Regions from separate parts of the Mus musculus genome. Here region 2 is linked to region 1. The links are chromatin contacts, called in public HiChIP or PLAC-seq maps. All regions are on one chromosome and are shown on one strand. Each heading gives the region's core, a stretch centred on a gene start, on an enhancer-like site or on the middle of the called end of the contact. The rest is flanking DNA. Distances are from core to core; before and after follow the strand shown. Region 1 overlaps Tnik (TRAF2 and NCK interacting kinase). Region 2 holds the start of Slc2a2 (solute carrier family 2 (facilitated glucose transporter), member 2).

Region 1 (5,797 bases), core at 2,687-5,186:
TTCCTGGTTGGGGAATTAACATGTTCTCTGGATTAATACAATCATTACCTTATTTTAGTGTAGGTTAGTGCTTTTTCTTACACCAATGAGAGAAGTATACTTGCTAGTTTTTCTATTACTGTGGCAACATACCTGATAAAAGCAAGCAAGGAAGGAAGGAAGGAAGGAAGCTGGGTCAGGAAGCAGAGATGAAAGTTCAGCTTGCCTTCTCCTTTCATCTGTCTCTTTATCTAGTCTGGACCGCTGGCCCAGGGGATGTTATCACCCTCCTCAGCTAATCCTCTCTGTAGACAGTCTCAGACACAACCAGAGGTATGCTTCCTAGATAATTCTAAATCCAGTCAAATTGACAAGGACAGGTGGGGTTCGGTTCTGATCCTCTGCTTGTTCCTCCAGTTAGGACACTCCTAGGAGGATGTTGTTTTTAAGTAAACTGGTTAGTTGATTTTAATGAAGACATATTAAAGTTAGCAATCTTTGTGTTTTTGCTAGAGGTCACCTCTTAAACAACAGACTTCTCACAGTTGTGGATATAAATTGTCACTCTTGGGCATGGTCATTACAGAACGCACCTTCTCTGATGGACAACTTGGGTCTTTACTGTTTGTCTTTCCCTCCTTTGTTGGGTGCTAGGAAGCCCAGAGCCATACTGATGGCTATATCTGCTGTCTATACTCCCTGAATGTCAACTTATATGGGTATGTTAGGAATCAACCCAGCTTCTGCTTTCAACTCATGTTCCTCTTCTATTTCATGTTCCTTTTTAGTTTATTTTCTTTTTCTTTTTAAAATTTTTTATTAGGTATTTTCCTCATTTACATTTCCAATGCTATCCCAAAAGTCCCCTATACCCTCCCCCCAACTCCCCTACCTACCCACTCCCACTTTTTGGCCCTGGCGTTCCCCTGTACTGGGGCATATAAAGTTTGCAAGTCCCCTTTTTAGTTTATTTTCTTATACATTATAGTTTTAGTTGTTGTAGTATCTGCTATAAACCCCATTAAGTTCTCCTTTTAGAATGAAGAAAAGTTATAGAGAAAGATAACAGATATTAATAACAAACAAGCCTTGCTTGGTTCTATGCCCATCTTTTTTTAAATTAGGTATTTTCTTCATTTACATTTCCAATGCTATCCCAAAAGTCCCCCATACCCTCCCCCCCACCACTCCCCTACCCACCCACTCCCACTTCTTGGCCCTGGTGTTCCCCTGTACTGAGGCATATAAAGTTTGCAAGACCAATGGGCCTCTCTTTCCACTGATGGCCGACTAGGTCATCTTCTGATACATATGCAGCTAGAGACACAAGCTCCGGGGGGTACTGGTTAGTTCATATTGTTGTTCCACCTATAGGGTTGCAGATCCCTTTAGCTCTTTGGGTACTTTCTCTAGCTCCTCCATTGGGGGGCCCTGTGATCCATCCAATAGCTGACTATGAGCATCTACTTCTGTGTTTGCTAGGCCCTGCTATGCCCATCTTTTATACATACATTTCTCATTATATGAACTCAGGGAACATCCACATTTGAGACTATTTCCTAATTATAATATTAATATCATGGGGTAGGGAGAGTGTTGGCATTCCTTCTACACTCCGCCGAACAGTTACCTGGCAACAGCTAGGTAGGCCTGGCTTGCTATAAAAGGGCCTGTTTGGCCCCTCCTTGCTTTCTGCTCCTTCTCTCTCTTTCTGACTCATCTCTCCCGGATCTCTTTCTCCCTCTCTCCCTTTCTCTTCCTCCCTCTCACTTCGTGTGTGTGTGTGTGTGTGTGTGTGTGTTTGTGTGTGTGTGTGTGTGTGTGTGTGTGAATGTGTGTGTCTGGCTCTCTTTCCCTGTCATTACTCCCTTCTCAACTTCCCTTCCTATGCCCTAAATAAACTATTCTGTACTATACCCAATGGTCCCTCAGCGGTAAGGGATTCCTCAGCATGGGCCTGCTTAGGCACTCATCCCACCTCACCATACTGTGCTCTACAAAACATATACTTGATTCTTTTTTTTTTATAAAACACAACAGAGAAGGAGAAGGAATGCTAGATCAGAACAATTAAGATTAGATTCTGTTGTGTTTTATAAAAAGATGGAGAAGCCAGGGATATGTTTGGTGGAGGTGAGGTACGGTGTGGGTGAAGGAGGTGCCTCTGGTGGCCCATGCTGAAACATCCCTCGCCCTCCACACACGCCCTCGCAGGGACCAGCACAGGATGGTATAGTATAGAATAGAGTTTATTTAAGGCATGAGGAGGGGAGTTGAGGGGGTAACAGAGGCAGAGAAAGAGAGAGAGAGACAGAGAGACACAGAGATAGAGAGAGACAGATACAGAGACAGAGACAGGGGCTGGCCATGAGCATGTGGAGGGGGGAGAGGAATGGGGAGAAAGGGGGAAGAGAGTAAGGAAGGAGGAATAAGAAGAGAAGAGAGGAAGAGAGCAAGACAGTGAGGAGGGGGCAAACAGCCCCTTTTATAGTGAGTCAGGCACATCTAGCTCTTGCCAGTGCGGCAGAGGCTAGACTAAATGCCAACCAATTCTTTAAAGTCTCTAATAAGACCATAATAGTGTCCTTTACAAATAATTGTTTAATGACTGAATCAGGGTTGTAGGTTGAATCAGATACTCTCCTCTAAACTTTTAATGCAGTGGTCCAATAGGTGACTTTCAAAGTTTATTTGTTCTGAGGGCCAGAGCAAGGATGTGCTGCTGTGGAGAGGAAAACAACAACAACAACAACAACAACAACAACAACAACAACAACAACAGATTCAGGATCAGAAGCGAAATCAAGAGTTCTGGGTTGCCCCTGGAGGGTTCCAGGGTGACTTCCTGGAAGCAGTGAGAGGGAGGACTCCCGCTGAGACTGTCACAGATCCAGTCTTGTTGAAGACTGGAAAGCAGCTGATGGGAGCTGATACCCAGCTTCTCAGGAAGAGCCTCAATCTTTCTCCTCATCTCAGGGGCTCTCTGATCAAAGCTTCTCTGAATGAAAGCACTACTGGGGCCACACATCACGTGTGCTTCTGACCTTGAAGGGGACTGTCCACATCGAGCTTTCCAGGAGCTGTACTTGTGACACAGACATTCATACACCTGGAAATCCCACGTTGGCTTAGCATTTGCCCAATTTTGAACTTGGGAAAGACCATTGAAGACTAACCATTGTAGACTTAGGGCAGTCGTACCCGTGACATGCCTTACACTTGAGAGTAGGATCCTAAGCTTTTGTCTTGTAAGAGGTAGGGCACAAGAATGATGAGGTGGCCAGACACCTCTGATTTTATAACACAAGAGTGTAATAAATAGAATAAAAGAAATACTCAAGCCAAGTAATAGGATCAAAGTTCTGTGAGCTTGTGATATCATGTACCTCTGTGATATCATGTTCAGTCCTGAGGCTGTTACTCATGTAGTTTCCCTTCCCCTTGAGCCAGATACACTCCTCACTTCCACTGCACAGACAAGGAAACTACCGCACCCAGGCAAGCATCTTGCCTAAGTCCAGTCCTTGGTAGGTGGAGAGCCAGTGCATACACTTTGCATAGTTCTGACACATGCATGTAGGCCCAGTGAAACATGCTCTGTTCTTCTCGTAGTTTTCCCTTTTCTGTCTCGATCCTGTCCTTTCCCCTTTCTTCATAGAAACAATAACCAGAGAGCCATGGGAAAGCTAGACAGACTAGCAATACTCCATCCTTTTGCTTCTACATTTGTTCTAATCAGTGGCCAGAAGGAAGCCTCTTTTCCACTCAAGGCGACCTTTGGTCAGCAGGAAGCCCGTGGCTAAGCTCACAAGGTACGCATGTGCAAGCTGGTCTTTATGAACAAAAGGAGGAAGACAGGTTCTAGGTTGATTTTTTTTTCCCTGAGCAAGCTTAACGAAGCAATCTAATTCTGTCTCTGCTATGAATAGTGGTTAATGTGATTATTCACGAGCTCCCGCTTATCTCCCAAGTCTCAGTTTCCCTAGGAACAGCGACTGGGACTTCCCAGGTACCTCCACACAGAGGAAAAAGAATGGTCCAATGGTCATCCCTAACACACAAGGCTCTATAGCTTAGTATTAACATCAAACACAGATAAAAACTCTTCAGATTCCTGCCCTAGCATTCTCAAGCCTTAGTGAGAGACCCTGGAGTTGAGTGCTATTGAAGCAAGTATATTATAAAAGAGTTTGTGGACATTCCCTTCACAGAGAGAGCCATTCTAGCATTCTGAGTAGACACTGAAGGCACTAAATTATATCCCCTGTAGACTGGAAAACTCTTTAAACATTTCCTGTGCTGAAGATATTTGGCAGGATTTATTTGAATGTAGAGATATCACAATGACTCAACAAATAACAAGGTATATTTTTCAACATTATTTGTTTAAAAAAAATCGGAATGTGGTACCTAAAGCCCATGGGTTTGTAACGAGACAGGGCAGCAAGTAAGTGAGCCAATTGGAAAAAAAATGCTGCTGCAGGGATTCTTGCTTTTTGAGAAAAATTGGCTGAGATCACTGCCCAGGTGATGGTCTACTCAAGTCGTTCACAGAAGGAAACAAGAGTAGAAATGAAAACAGTTTCACCTCAATGTCACATGAAAAAACATGTCAATGAAGAAAAAAACCATTCTGTTGTTCACTTCTGTTTAGGTTAGGAATAACTAAGAAAATTGAGATACAAGACACATGGACTCACCATGATCAAAGAGGCTCTGAGCAGACCCTGCATGATGGAGGTCATGTCTGTGACCTGTGATGCCTGTCCAGGCAGGCTTTGACTAATTCTTCATGCATGTCATAAAAGGCACTCTAGATACACCAGGGGTTAGTACCTGTCCAGTTCTAATCTTATTTTGTAACAGTAGATGCTGTAGGCATAAGATACCAGGTAGTTCTTGCAAAGCACCGGAACGGGTTTGTGTGGTGGTGAGGACATTTCAGCGGCATCTCTTAACTGTAGCATTGAGATTAAACCTCTCCCTCCACAGGGTTCAGGAACTGCAGACAAAGTCAGACCATCTGCTACAAAAACCAAGCCCTCTGGAACTCACTGAGGCATCCTCCCTTTTGTTGTTTGTCTTGGGACATGGTCATGCATAGCCCAAGCTGGCCTCAAATTTGTTATAGATACCATACTAACCTTGAACTCCTGATATTTCTGCTTCCTTCTCCCAAGTGCTGGGATTGCAGGCATATGTCACTGTGCCCAGTATTACCAGATACTGTTAGAAACATATTTTATAAATTAATTCAATCTTTCAGGTGATCACTATCCACTTTGTAAATGAGTAAACTGATAAACAGAGAAATTTGGGTTTGTTTAAGATGACTAAGGCAGAAACTGGGAGGGTGGTGATTGGGAGCAAAGCTGACATGTACCCATCTTCTTTGTGAACTAGCCACTCCCAGCGCTCTATGTTTCTATCTATGGGTCTTGTTTAGATCTTGGTAGGAGTCAAGCCTTGATAGTAACTGCAAGATTATAATTGATACGTGTGGTGGTCAGATTTAAATGTCAACTTGCCACAACTGAGAAATCATCTGTGAGTGGAGCCTCAACTGAGGAATTGTCTAGATCAGCATGCCGATGGAGGACTGTCTTGATTGCTGACTGATGTGGGAAGACCATCCCACCGTGGGCAGCACCATTCCCTGCGCAGGTAGTCCTGGACAGCATATTTGAAGAAACCTAGTTAAGTATGAGCAGCCTAGCAAGAAGGCAGCATGGATGTGTTTATTTCTTTCTGCTATTGATTACAGATTTGATGTGACTAACTGCTTTGAATTTCTGCTTTTTGAGTTTTTTTTCCTTCA
Region 2 (6,057 bases), core at 2,289-4,788, 110 kb before region 1:
AAGCACAAAAAAAAAAATCCCAACTACACCCATTCACCCATTCTAATGGCGAAGTGCTCGGTGGGAGCAGGTAGGCAGAGCTAAGGAAAGCAGTTTAGCTGGTATCTCATTCAGTGGAGGCCTTGGATCTCTAAAGGCTTTGCCTATTCTCTCAAAGACCCTGCTGTTTGTCAGTGCTTGAATAAGGGGGGAATGTGGAAATGGGCAGAACTTGTACAGAAGGTAAGTAGAAAAAAAATCTTAAGGTCTTTTTTTTTTCTAAATTTCTTCACAGGCCATGAGATAACTAAGCTGGAAGCATTTTTTAAAACTCAATTTTTACTTGGGGCTTAATAAATTTTGGTCAGAGAAACTAGTTCCCATGTCCAACTTAAAATATACTGCAGATACACACAGAAGGATAGAATAAGAAGAACCATAGCGAGAGGCTCAGGGCGATGGCTCAGCAGCTAAAGGCAAGTGCCACCAAACTTGGTGACAACTTGTATTCAATTCCTGGGACAAACATGGAGGAAAGTGAGAACTGACTCCTGGAAGTAGTCTTGTGTGCACATGTGCACTGTGACAAGAACACATGGTCACTGGACACACACAGCCCCCTCATACTACAATCGCACATACATACACACCACACATATTCCATACTGCACATACCACACACAGACACATATTCACACACAGACACATACCAGTCAATCACTCACACATAGACACATACCAAACAGACAAACACGATACACCTACTACACACAGACACATACCACGTAACATACCAAACACAGACACATACATGACACACACAGACACAGACACACAGACACACATCACAGACATATACCACAACACAACATACACATACTACACACACACACACACGCACACATGATACACAGAGACGCACACCACACACATATACCACAATATAACACACACACATATCAGACACAGACACACACTCTCACACAGATACATACCACACATTCACACACATCATACAGACCACATACACATCACACTTGTACATGGACACACTAATACACTTGCATGCACACACACACACACACACACACACACACACACACTACACACACACACACACAGAAAGAATAAAAAATGTTAAACAAATTAAGGAAGTAGCTGAGCCTTTACATGAGAGAAAATGTGGAATTTATTTTGTGGCTTAGAAGTCATGTGTCATCTGTTGGCATGGACAAGCAGTGGAGAAAGTCAGAAGACTGAGAAAGGGGTCCTACATGGCCTCCAGTACCCCTATGCCCCAGTTCCTTTAGCTATGGAAGAGCAGTGACAGCAGGTGGCAGGAGGATTACAGGACGGGGATGCTGTGACTGTTGACTGGAGGCATCTTGTGCTGTTCTTTAAGTAGAGGGCACACAACGGAGGTCTGTTAGTCATATGACTGTCATGTCATGACCTGGGCTTATCAACAACCATCTATCAACTTTCCATACATAATATCCAGAACCACGTGCAAAGCCCGAGAGATGATCTGCACTCTATGGCTGAGGAAGCCATGCTCAGGGAAGGTTATCCAGTCGGGGGCAGATACCCCAGCAGGGAACAGTTAAACTCCCACTGCTAAATGAAAGAATGGACTTTGCAGTGATGACTGATTGACTAGGAAAGCATATGATTTGCCTCCACGTGCTTCCAAAAGCCAGGCCAAAGGTGAGTCCACATCCAACTTAGAAAAAGGCCAGCTATGCCTCACACTGCAGGGTTTTCAGTTGCAAGGGAACTTAAGCCATAGTGTGTGTATCTGGCACCTCCATTTTCCAACAGAAGAAATGGAGAACTTAGAGAGCACCCCTTGTTTGAACTTTCTGTGCATCAAGGAGTTGTCTATGCTGACACTCTAACTCTCCTGAGCACCACCCCCTGCCTAAGCCCTTAAACTTGAGCTGAATATGCTGTTCTTTATGGCAATCCCCACACTCTCTGTGCTCTCTCCTTAGACGGTTCCCTAGCTCTTCGAAGAAAGCTTTTCTTTAGTCTCTAAAGTACAGGGAAGTTGCAGAGCCTGAGCATCCTTCCTGGGCTGGTGCTGTTAAGCACCGTCCCTTCCTCTTGACATCGTCTAGACGTCAGGCCTACGAGGGCTGCCTTTCCATAGCTGCCGACTCTGTACAGCATCCCTGTACTTACTAATTTCAGGTTCTTCGTTAGTGAATCATCATTACAGTTCTCCCTGCTATAGCTTTATCCTGAGCTATAGTACTCACAGAATCTCTATTTCTCGGTCATTCTTTAAATATGCATTGTACAAATACATAACTGACATTTAAACATTTGCCCTCTAAGCCTTCCTCATGTTGTCTTTTACTGACTCTGAGCTCCGAAGAGATCACTTCATTCACAGATCACTAAAAGAAAGCCCAGATTGCCCGTGTCATACACCAGGAGTCCTTATGTTAGCACAGTGTAGAAAACACAAAGGCCAATTGATCTAGTCCGAGTCTCAGCAGCACACACAGCATTAGAACCCACCCCCGAGCCTGGCTGATTCCACAATACGTGGTGTCCCTCACAAAAGAGCACTCCGCACAGCCTCACCAGGTCAGTGTACGAGAATCTTAACAGGGGTGAAGATTTATCAACGTCTACACCATTGCCGTATGCAGGGGTTGGGGAGAACTTGTAAGCGCAGAAGAATGACACATTCTTTTGAAGGTTTTATTTGAAAAAGCCTTCTATCTACAGAGACATTGAAATACCAGGAAAATGAAAACCCCACAGCCTTCACTTTGCTCCCCAGTAATTACCTAACACTCACCACATTGGTTTCTTAACGCGTATTGGTTTGGCTGAACCATTTAAAATTAAGCTGCAGGTTAATTGTGTCACCTCATTCCTAACGACTTCAACTGGTACTCTCCTTAAGAACAAAGGCAAAAATCCCTGTCTGATTGCAATGCTGTCACAGCCATGAATACAACACAGGCTATGCTAGTATTAGCTAAGAGTCAGCCCAAGGTCATAGTCCCCCAGATGGTGCTTCATCCGATCATTTCTTCTTCTTCCCATGGTCCAAGGTCGCCTGCAACAATCAGTTCTCAGTCTCTGAATCTAGAACTACCTTTCATTCCTGGACATTTTTTGAACATTCCAGATCCACTTTCATGATTTGAGTCCTGTTAACTTTCCCCAGATCGTGGGGGTGGTAGGTACATTCTTACAATAGCTATTCAAAACAGCAAATATCCTGAAAAGTCCGATTACTGAATAAGAACATGGAATTTGCTTAGTAGCCAAAAGGATTAGTAATTGACCAAGCAAAGAGGTAGCCTGGACCTGTGGTAACTGCATCCAGTGCCAGCGTATAAGTTCACTGCCTTAAATAGATTCCCAACCTCCTCAAAACCAAAGCCAAAGGACCCCAAGGTCGCTGTACCTTGTCTTCTGACATTGTGTGTGTGTGGAATTGTCCTCTTAATCCAGGTCCTGTACTGAATGTGGATGAATAGCTGACCAGCCAGAGTGCTCACTCTACCTGGTTATACATTGTAGGAGGAGGAGGAGCAAAGAGAGGTAGTTCTGACCTTTTTAACAGAAGCTGAGTATTGATGGTAATCCAATCAATACACCCTTTACCCCAATGACTTGTGGCTTGAGCACAGTAGCAGGTCTCATAAGTATAAGTTACAAACCAGAGACAGACCCATTTTCAGCCTGATAAGTGTGGCAGAAATGGGACAGGGACAGCTGAGAGGGGCAGCCTGTGGGGTCTTTTGTGGAAGCCGAGGCATGCAGTGGTGTCGGGAAGACAAAGTTGGGAGGGCACAGAGCAGTTTGTTCTGCAGAAAATTAGTTCTGTGGGCTCTGTGGCCACAGAGTGTGGCAGCATCGGTTATCTGTGTGAGGTGTGGAGGGATCTGCACTGGGGTTGGAATCACAGCATTTTAGTGAGGATGAACTTAAGCGAGTCAAACCCTGTGACTTTTCTGTGTCTTAGGTTTCTACTGTTTGATTTTTGGCCTGATAAAATAGGGAAGATAGCACACTCATTTTGTTTTGTTGAGGGGATTAAGGGAAATAACGTGATAAATGTTTGGCACAGAAAAAGTTCTCAGTAGATAGTGGCAATGTGCTTTCTACTGTTATTATTAAGTCAGTGTATCTCAAGATGAGAGTGCGGAGCCAGATGCGGTGGCGCACATCTATAATGCTCTAACTGGGGAGGCTGTGCATTGGAGACTCACTGGATCACATGAGAGTTGTAGGATAGCCTTGGCTACACATAGAGAGCCTGGTTGGGAGCCGTAGTGTGCTTGCTATAGCCTTGGCTTTCCAGTGAATTCTGCTTACGTGTCTTGACCCTGTTTCTTCCTAGGAATCCCCTGTGGCATCTGATACAAAAATACTGGGGGAGATACCAAAGTTTGGGTAGCTTCCCTGGGACTGCCAGCTGTGGTCACTGCCATCCACACAGTCCATCTGGATGGAGCCAGTTTACAGCAGAGGAAATGTAAGAACCGGTGGCCAAATGACAGGAACATGAAGGTCGGAAGGAAACTGGGTTTAATTAGTCTGACGTTTTCCCATCTCTTCTCATTCATTCATTCATCCATTCATTCATTCTCTGTCTCTCTCTCTCTGTCTGTCTCTCTGTATATGTGTTATATGTGTACTCCTCTGTGTGAAGGCCAGGAATCAGTATTGAGAGTCTTCCTCTATTACCCTATTATCCTGTCTCTATTTGCGACAGGACCTCAGAGACTCTGAAAGCCATACGTGTGGGCAAGCTGACAGGCCAACGGATCCACTCCAGTGCAGGGATTATAGGCACTGTCAGGCCATGCCTAGATTTTTGTTGTTTTTAATGTGTGTCCACATTTCTGTAAGGTGACAACACGGGAGGCAAACAACTAAGTTCAAAGCCCAAACTTCAGCAGAGCTCAGCATGGTTGTATGCTCTAACTTATCACCAATGAGACCCAGTCACCTCCTGCCAGGACTTTACACTGAAGTGGGGACACAGCGTGCAATGTCTTAGAAGGCAGGCATGGAAAGGGCTAATAGCAGTGACATTAATCTTTATAGCGTTCCCTTCCGTGCCAAGAACTGCTCAGCACTTCTCAGAGCTGGACTCGCTTACTCGGCACAGTGCTGGTGTGGTGGCATAAGAGAGGGAGGGAGATCGAGAGAGAGAGAGAGAGAGAGAGAGAGAGAGAGAGAGAGAGAGAGAGAGAGAGAGAGAGAGAGACACGCTGCGCTCCGCTTTGGTATTAGGCTTTCCAGCGCCCCAAGATGTGTCAGGGGCTCACGTGTCCAGTCCTACACAGCACAGATGATCCAGAGGGGAGATGCCCTGACAACTGTTTTCCACTGACTTGGCTCTGCCCAAAACACACTTGTGCCGATCAGGAGTGACAGCTGCCCTGGGTTGTTTTTCTACCTTTGTCTTTTGAAGTCTGCCTTGAAGTCACTGCGTTTGTCTTCATCGCGGGGCTGTACCTGGGAGTCCAAGACTGCCGTGTTTCTCTCCAGCGGGCGTCCAGAGGTCAGGGACGTTGCTCCTCCCCCATTGCAGGCACAATTCATTTAGACAGTGCAGCCTCTGGGGGTGGGCTAAACCTACCTGCAGGGTGAGTGTGGAGAGAGCGCATTGCACAGGTTGATTTGGGCAGGTGAACTCAGGCCACAGATCGACCTCATGCGCAACTGCAACTGTACCTTCAGGGCGCACAGAGGAGCTGCGAGTTTCTGTGGGATAAAGTCTAGTAATGAAACCTGGATTTTTGCACTTTGCCCTGGGATGACGTCTACCTGCTGAGATCTCAGAAGCATTCAGAGATTCCTTCTGCACCACAAAACCAACTCTGCTCATGATCCATCTGTCTCGTTGCCCTTATGCCTATGTTATATGCAGGTACAACCAGTACTAGGTACTAGAGACTGAGTACAGGTCCTTCTGCTTGCAGAGCAAATGTTCTAGGTGGCCTCTCTAAACCTGGCTTTATACTTTTAAACCTTTCAGGTCACATCCTGATTACATCATTAATTAAGAGAGGAAGCGCCTGAAACTAAATGGTAACCTCA

The links. HiChIP or PLAC-seq counts read pairs in DNA pulled down with a chosen protein or histone mark.
Region 2: a contact with region 1 is called in an H3K4me3 HiChIP or PLAC-seq map of intestinal villus epithelium, with 4 times the contacts expected there. The contact joins the promoter of Slc2a2 here to the enhancer-like site in region 1. A contact is called at or near these places in 4 of 484 Hi-C or Micro-C datasets (the P5424 cell line, cumulus cells and embryonic stem cells), 1 of 115 datasets of contacts at active chromatin or transcription factors (intestinal villus epithelium) and 2 of 9 other capture datasets (embryonic stem cells and pancreatic islet).

What each region holds. Positions count from the first base shown.
Region 1 is chr3:28,583,925-28,589,721 of GRCm38.p6, reverse strand. The region is part of intron 12 of Tnik (TRAF2 and NCK interacting kinase); the gene reads right to left. Among named protein-coding and RNA genes, the nearest start is that of Gm52603, 100 kb to the left of the region's middle. Within about 2 kb of position 3,936, at least 12 of the 459 cell types and tissues checked have an H3K27ac peak or open chromatin away from gene starts, as enhancers often do. A contact at or near this core is called in intestinal villus epithelium, where this site is marked.
Region 2 is chr3:28,695,384-28,701,440 of GRCm38.p6, reverse strand. Slc2a2 (solute carrier family 2 (facilitated glucose transporter), member 2) reads right to left here and starts at 3,538. Exons shown (of 11, transcript NM_031197.2): 1 at 3,410-3,538. The coding sequence starts at 3,424.